Linked DNA regions of Capra hircus: region 1 is linked to region 2. A link is a contact called in public Hi-C data. All regions are on one chromosome and are shown on one strand. The core of a region is the stretch at or near the end of the contact, and the rest is flanking DNA. Distances in the headings are between cores, read along the strand shown. Region 1 has its middle 13 kb from the start of MIR145. Region 2 holds the start of ARHGEF37 (rho guanine nucleotide exchange factor 37).

Evidence for each region. Hi-C and Micro-C count contacts between places; a contact is called where the count stands out from the background.
Region 1: a contact with region 2 is called in a Hi-C map of liver, with 5 times the contacts expected there. The contact joins the enhancer-like site here to the promoter of ARHGEF37 in region 2. A contact is called at or near these places in 2 of 5 Hi-C or Micro-C datasets (blood and liver).

The regions. Positions count from the first base shown.
Region 1 is chr7:49,590,987-49,594,451 of ARS1.2, reverse strand. No RefSeq gene overlaps it. Among named protein-coding and RNA genes, the nearest start is that of MIR145, 13 kb to the left of the region's middle. Within about 2 kb of position 1,986, at least 4 of the 5 cell types and tissues checked have an H3K27ac peak or open chromatin away from gene starts, as enhancers often do.
Region 2 is chr7:49,491,394-49,494,785 of ARS1.2, reverse strand. It overlaps ARHGEF37 (rho guanine nucleotide exchange factor 37), which reads left to right and starts at 1,521. Exons shown (of 13, transcript XM_005683157.3): 1 at 1,521-1,678.

The sequences.
Region 1 (3,465 bases), core at 737-3,236, 99 kb before region 2:
GCCCTGGGGCTGAGCCTGAAGAGAAAGCAAAATGGAAGAGCCTTTGGGCCCAGAAGAAGGAGTGTGGGAAAAGGGAGCAGGAAGCCAATGTGCTTACAAGGCAGGAGCAGACAAACCCAACAGTCTAGGACAGCACGTCATGGGCTTGGGTGGAATCCTGGATATAACTTTGATCAAATCACTTAGTATCTCTCGGCCTCAGTTCTCTCATCTGGAAAATGGATATTATAATTGCATCACCTTAGGGAATTCCCTGGTAGTCCAGTGGTTAGGACTCTGTGCTGTCACTGTCAAGGGCCCGGGTTCAATTCCTGGTGGGGTAACTAAGATCCCACAAGCTGTGCAGCCAAAATATAAATAAGTAAATAAAATAATACCATCATCTTAGAAAGTAGTGCTAAGGACAATGAGCAATTCTTGTAACGCATACAGCACAATGCCTGGACATAATACATGCTGGCTAAAAGCTTCTTATTATTACTAACAGGAGTGAATTGGTTTGCCCCAACCAGTTACGTTCCTTCCGGTGAACATTTACTGAGAGGCCACACTGTGCCAGGCCCTCGGCTAAGCACTGGGGACATAGCAATAAAGTGGACGCAGCTCCTGCTCACTTAGATCACAAAACGTCAGGGGAAGCCAGCCCAAAAGGAAACTAACCATTCCTATAGACCTGCGGTGGGAAGGAATAATGGCTGGGGTGGCGTTAGGCAGGACTGGTGGAGCCTTGAAGGCCCAGGGCAGGTTTCACAGCAGAAGACTGGCTGACCCAGTCATCTCACTTAGAAATGAGATCTTAGACCCTACGGCCCCACAGGGCCCCTGGGCCATCATGGAGGCAGGCATAATGGGGGAAGGGACAGAACAGGAGGGAGGTCACAGAGGCCTATCCTTGAGGTGGAGACAATCTGGGTTCAAGGGACAGTGGCTGGGTGGACTGGGTGAGGCCGCCCGGAGAGGTCAGGAAGGAGAGGTTCAGTCCTGGAGAAGGTGGACAGGGAGGAATCCATTTAGCCTCCGGCAACAGCAGAGTGAATGGGCCTATTTGGGGAGTGGGGCTGATCACTGGTTGGTACCTCAGGTGGTTTTGCTTTCTTTCTGCGTCTCTGTGCTTCCCCTTTTTCTGCACTGAGTAACTAGTAAAGAAGGGAGTGGGCTATCTCTGGGAGCCCCAGGCTGGGAACCAGGTGGCCCTGTCTCACTGGAGGGACACGCCCAGGGCAGCCCAAGAGAGCAAACGAGCCCCCCTGGGGAGCTTCTGGGTCTGGTGGGAGAGGCTTGAACACCTGGAAGGGCCTTTGGCAACTCAGCCTCTGGTGTCTCCCTCTACCCCGAGGGATAATGACTCTATAGCAGAGGCAGTGGGTGGGGTGGACGCGCCTAGGTTCCCCCTCCCCCAACACACACACACACACACACACACACACACACACACACACACACCCTTAGGCTCCCGGGTGTGTCTGTGTCAGCAACACTGTGCACCCGGGCGTGGGCCGCCAGCTCAGCAAAGTCGCCGTAGGACTGGCCTGGGCGCCCGGAAGAGGCAGGCTGGGTTCTGCTCCTCACCGCCCACTTCCCCAGTCTGGCCCCGTTGCTCCAATTAGTAGGGCAACCCAGTGAGCTGAGAAAGGTTCATGCTGAGCAGGAAAAGGCCAGGACTCGCCCGCCTCCCCGTATCCATGAAGCTACGGGAGGGCAAGCCTTGGGCACTTGATAGTCTGCATTCTGCGTGAGCAACCAGCTCACTGGGTTCCCCGACCTGGGCCTCAGTTTCCCCTTCGACCAGTGAGCCAATGTATACATTCATTTTCTCTTCCTGGCATCCAGCGAGTGTCAGACCTGCAATAAGCATCGAAGAGACAATAAACTCGGATCCTAGGCCTTGGAAAGCGTCCCCCTGAGCCCTGTGTGGCAGCAAAGCGGGTGGGGTGCGGTTCGAGGCCGGCTTCCCTCTGCGTCCGCAGGCGACGGACGCCCAGAAGAGGGCGGCAGAGAGCGGGATCCCAGCGCAAGGGAGCCGTGACCTCGTCAGTCCACGAAGGCGGAGGCCTGGGGATTTTCAGCCTCACTGCTGTCAGGAAAAAGTTTCACAAGGGCCTCTGGCGCAGCGGCATTCTCTTGGATCTCGGCCCTGGGGCGGGGCGGCCCACCCCTCATCACTCTCCTACCCGCGGAGGGCCAGAGCAGCCTTGGGGCTGGGGCGGGGCGGTGCAGGGGCAGGGGCGAGGTGGGGATGCCCCAGCCGTGATCAGCTTGCTGAAGGAGGCCACAAGGGCAGAGGAAGGGGGGTGGGGCGGGGGTGGGGATGGGGGCGGGGAGGCTGCCGGGACAGTCTGTGGGGAAGGGTCACAGGGTCGGGTAGGGGGCTGGTCCTAGAAGCAGCTCACACCCAGCACTTTCTTTGTCTGTGAACCAATCCAGAAAACTAGGTTTTCTGAAGATCACGCTGATGCTGTGATGGGGATGGACTTAACCCACACACACTCAGCATACACTCCTGTTCTCCCATCAGCATGCTCTCAACACACTAACACGCATTTCCACCCACATCACACCCAACTGATACACACACAGACATTCATATCGCACCAACACACACATTCATGATCACACGCACGTTCACACAAACACGCTTGCACACACGAATCCACATCCAGTTTCACCCAACTTTCTTCATACTCACACTTGTGTACACGCATAATTCACATACATTCATACTCTCAAGCACATACAAGCACACACCCATTTTTTTCACCCACCTCTCACAAGCACTCACACACACAACTTGTACACAAATACACTCACACACACTCACACATTCACACACTGGAGGGCCTTTCCCAAGAAAAGCCAGTGGAGTCAGGGGGCTGTCTGCCAGCTCTGGTCCCTCATGTTGGGTTCCAGGGTTAATCCCAGCTCTCAGAAGACTGTGAGCCATTGCCTCCCACCCACTTTCAAAAGGGATTTGAGATGATTTAGAAGGTTAAATCCTAAATAAAACAGGATAATGAAAAAGAAACACAAGAGGGTAGAAGCATCAAAAGTGTAACACTTGTTTCTCCAGACCTGGGCCTTCTAACCTTGTAAGGACCCAGTGATCTGTGATTTCAGAGCCCCAGGGCCAGCCTCATGATCTCCTGACCATCCCTCTGCACTCACCTTCCCATCCATTGCCAGTCAGCCTCTTGAACTGAACCCTTGACCTTGGCCTCTCTCTCCCACCAGCTGAGTTCCCAGCCACTGAAAAGCAAAATTCCTCTCCTCATCGTCCTAGAATCTCAATTCTCAAGCTCCATTCATTTGACCTGTCGTCTTGACCTTTCCCACCACCACCTCTCAAAAAGGCCCTCATTCAAACAAAACACCCAGTAACACATCCTGATATTTTAAAGTTGCTCAAGTGGGCATTTCAGTCAGCTATCGCTGTGTAGCAAACTGACTCAAAACTTAATGACTTAAAGC
Region 2 (3,392 bases), core at 272-2,771:
TGGACAAGTTATTATACTTTCTTTAGCTTCAATTTTTCTCTCTAAATGAGGATGATGAAAGTATACCTTTTTCTTAGAGAAGTTTTGAATCTGATAGATGAGGAAATACAAATAAAATGTTTAGTATAGTACCTGGCACTGAGTAAGCAATATTACTAGCGCTATCATTAATAATAATGATAAAATTTACATGAGAATAAGAATGAATATTAGAATTGGAGGATTTAGAAAAGTTAATCTAGTCCTTTCGTGACTCCATAAATAAGACTTAGTTGCCCTGACATGAAACTTTCTGTGCTTTTCATGTAATGATCACTTTCAAGTGTGTGTTCATCATCCGGCTCACCCCAAGAGGGCAGGGACTTTGTCTGTGGTGTTGACTGCTGAATACTTGGTGCATTCAGTGTCCCGCTCATTACTATGAATCACAGACAAGGAAACTGCGGTGCAGGGAGTGATAGCTTACGGTGAACATGTCGGATTTGTGATCTCTGAAGATTTAAGCTTGAGGACCAGGGACCAGGCTTGATCACTCAAGAGCTTTCGTATAGCAGAGTTTTATTAAAGTAAAAAAGGGACAGAGAACGCTTCTGACACAGACATCAGAAGCGGGACGGAGAATGCCCCCACCTGCTAGTTTTGGCAAGCTGTTTTATGTCTGTTAGAAAGCTATTAGTCAGATGAGAGAGACACCTCAAGGCTGACGGAGTTTCACCAGGCCCCTCTCCCACAATATGCAGTTTTGAGATAGGATGGCACGAGGTGCGTCATCCCTCAGCCTTAAAACAATTGATATGAATACTGGTTTGTTGAGCTATTATCAGCCAGAAGTTAGTCTTAGGTGGAACCATTTTGAAGAAAGGCAAATTCCAAAGCAAATACATAGTTTCATTAACATAGCTTAAGAAAAACATTTCCATAAGAAAAACGCATTGGTTAGCTCAAGGACTGAGAAAAGTTAAAGTCAGGTGGAACCGGCTGTCCTCATAGCAACACAGAATTTAAGACACTTGCAGCCTATTTCCTCTGATTGGAGACCCCTGGTCTTCCTGCCTGTTACCCTCTCAGGAAACTGGCAGATTTATCTAAGTTTGCGCAAAGGGCTCCCAGGAGAGCTAGGATAGGAACCCAGAAGTCCTGGGCAGCCAACACTGAGAATTAAATAAAGGTCCAGCCCTAAAATTTGGTGATTCGGGCGAGAGCACAGACATTCAGTGATCTTGGGGTCAATATTGCTACCAGATGGCCTAAGTGCTTGTCCCTGTTTTGAGGCTGCCTAGCCTGAGGGAGGAGTAGGTGCCTTAACTGAAGCGGCGGGCGGGCGGGCCACCAGGCGCCGCACCGACGACACCCACTTACATGGCTTCCTTCTGGCTGCGGGCCAGCGCACGGCTGCTGCTGCTGCGGTCGCCGCAGCTGGGGCCCGCTCTAGGGAGCACCCAGCGGAAAGCAACCTGCCTGCATATGGACAATTAACAAAGGCAGGAGCCAGGGCCGCCGCCTCCTAGCGCACGCACGTAAGCAGTGGGCAGAGCCGCGCCCGCCCGGCCTTCTGTGGGAACAGTACGCGCAGGCTCCAGCGCAGCGCGGGTCCGGGACTACTGCGCCTTTCCCACCCTGGCTGCGCAGTCCCCAGGGCAGCCGAGCTCCCCGGGGGAGCTGGCACCTTGCGAGCGCGGTGAGTTCACTTGGGCGATTGGGACGGCAGGATAGGGCCAGGGAGGCTCTCGGGAAAACAGCTGCTGCTGAGATCCTGAAAGGGAGGTGGGGGAGCGCGCAAGCGACTACGCCGGTCCGGGTTGCGGGTTGCTGGGTAGTTAGCTTTGTGTCTTGAGCCTAGTGGGAATGCGAGCAATCAGATAAGTCTGACCCAATCCGGTCAGTTTACAGGTGGAAAACTGAGGCCCAGAGAGGTAAGCTGGCTTGGTAAAAACTAATTATTTTTCCTTATGTCTGTTTATCCCTCTCTGCCTCAGTGTAAAATTGGGGAGGACTTTTAATGAGACTCCATATACGTTAAACAAAGGAATAATACAAACGATGGTTTAAAAAAAATTATTGACAAGGAAAGTATAGTTATAAATAGGCAATCAAGACCGAGGAAAAGGGAACGGAAATCTGTGGTCCATAGGTGAGCTGCCTGGGCCAAGAGCCCTCAGAGAAATAGTGCTAAGGCTGGGACTGGAAGCCAGAACTTCTGGCTCCCGCTGCAGTACTCCCTGGACAGCAAGCACCACGAACTTAAGAGGATGGGTAAGTTGACCACCTGCCCAGGCAGTGGCTCGTGACCTTCTTGGGATCACTGACTCCTTAAAAATCTGAGTCTCCTTCCCAGGTTTCCTGTATACCCTTGCACACAGTTTCAGATTTGACAGCAGGATGTAGCATTCCTGGTGTGAGGAATGACTGAAGGCTGGCCCTGAGGCTGCACTGTTTCAGAGCAGTTTATTTGCTTTAAAGGGAGGGAGCTGGTGAAGGAGTGTTCCTGCTCTGAGTTGAGACAGCGTCCTGAGGCCCCTAGCTGCCTGATCTCACACACTCTGTTTACCTGTTCCAAGGCCCTGTTTTCTTTGTAAACTGGAGGAAAGATTGCTTCATCTTTCATATTGTTGTCAGACTACAGATGAATATTAAGTCCAGTACCTGACAGTAGTGGATGATCAATAAAAGGGCTGGTGCACACAACCCAGTGAGTCAAAGCCATGCCATTTAAGAAAGGGTGATGAACTGGGGGGAAATGGGCTGTATCCGGAAGTAAAAGAAAACAAAAGTTGAAAGTTAAAAATTTGCAAATGTAAAGTCAGCCCTATAGTGGCTGACAAATGACTGCACATACCTTAGTGATGGTAACCTAAATAAGAGCGCACTATTTAGAATAATGCTTCCCTGGTAGCTGGCTCAGTGGTAAAGAATCTGCCTGCAGTGCAGGAGATACAGGTTTGATCCCTGGGTCAGGAGGATCCCTGGAGAAGGAAATGGTAACCCACACCAGTATTCTTGCCTGGGAGATCACATGGACAGAAGGGCTTGGCAGGCTACAGTCCATGGGGCCACGAAAGATCAGACAGGACTTAACAACTAAACAACAAATTTAGAATAATGTACTACACTCAATATTTGACCCAAGGTCAAATGCTGAAGGTAGAAACCAGCAGACATTTTAACAAGGACTGTTTATTGGGCCTCACACACCCCTTTTGAATGGAGCCAGCATCTGTATAACTGTTTTTAAATCAGAAAAAAGGAGAGCATACATGGGAAGCGCGTCTCCCCCCTCATCTTGCCCACCGATGGAGGCTCAGCTGAGTTTCTGCCCGGGTTCAGGAGTTACTTAGCAGTTGGCTCAGATCCCTCTTGGATCAGTAGCTTGCTGTGGAAAACAGTGCCTTGGT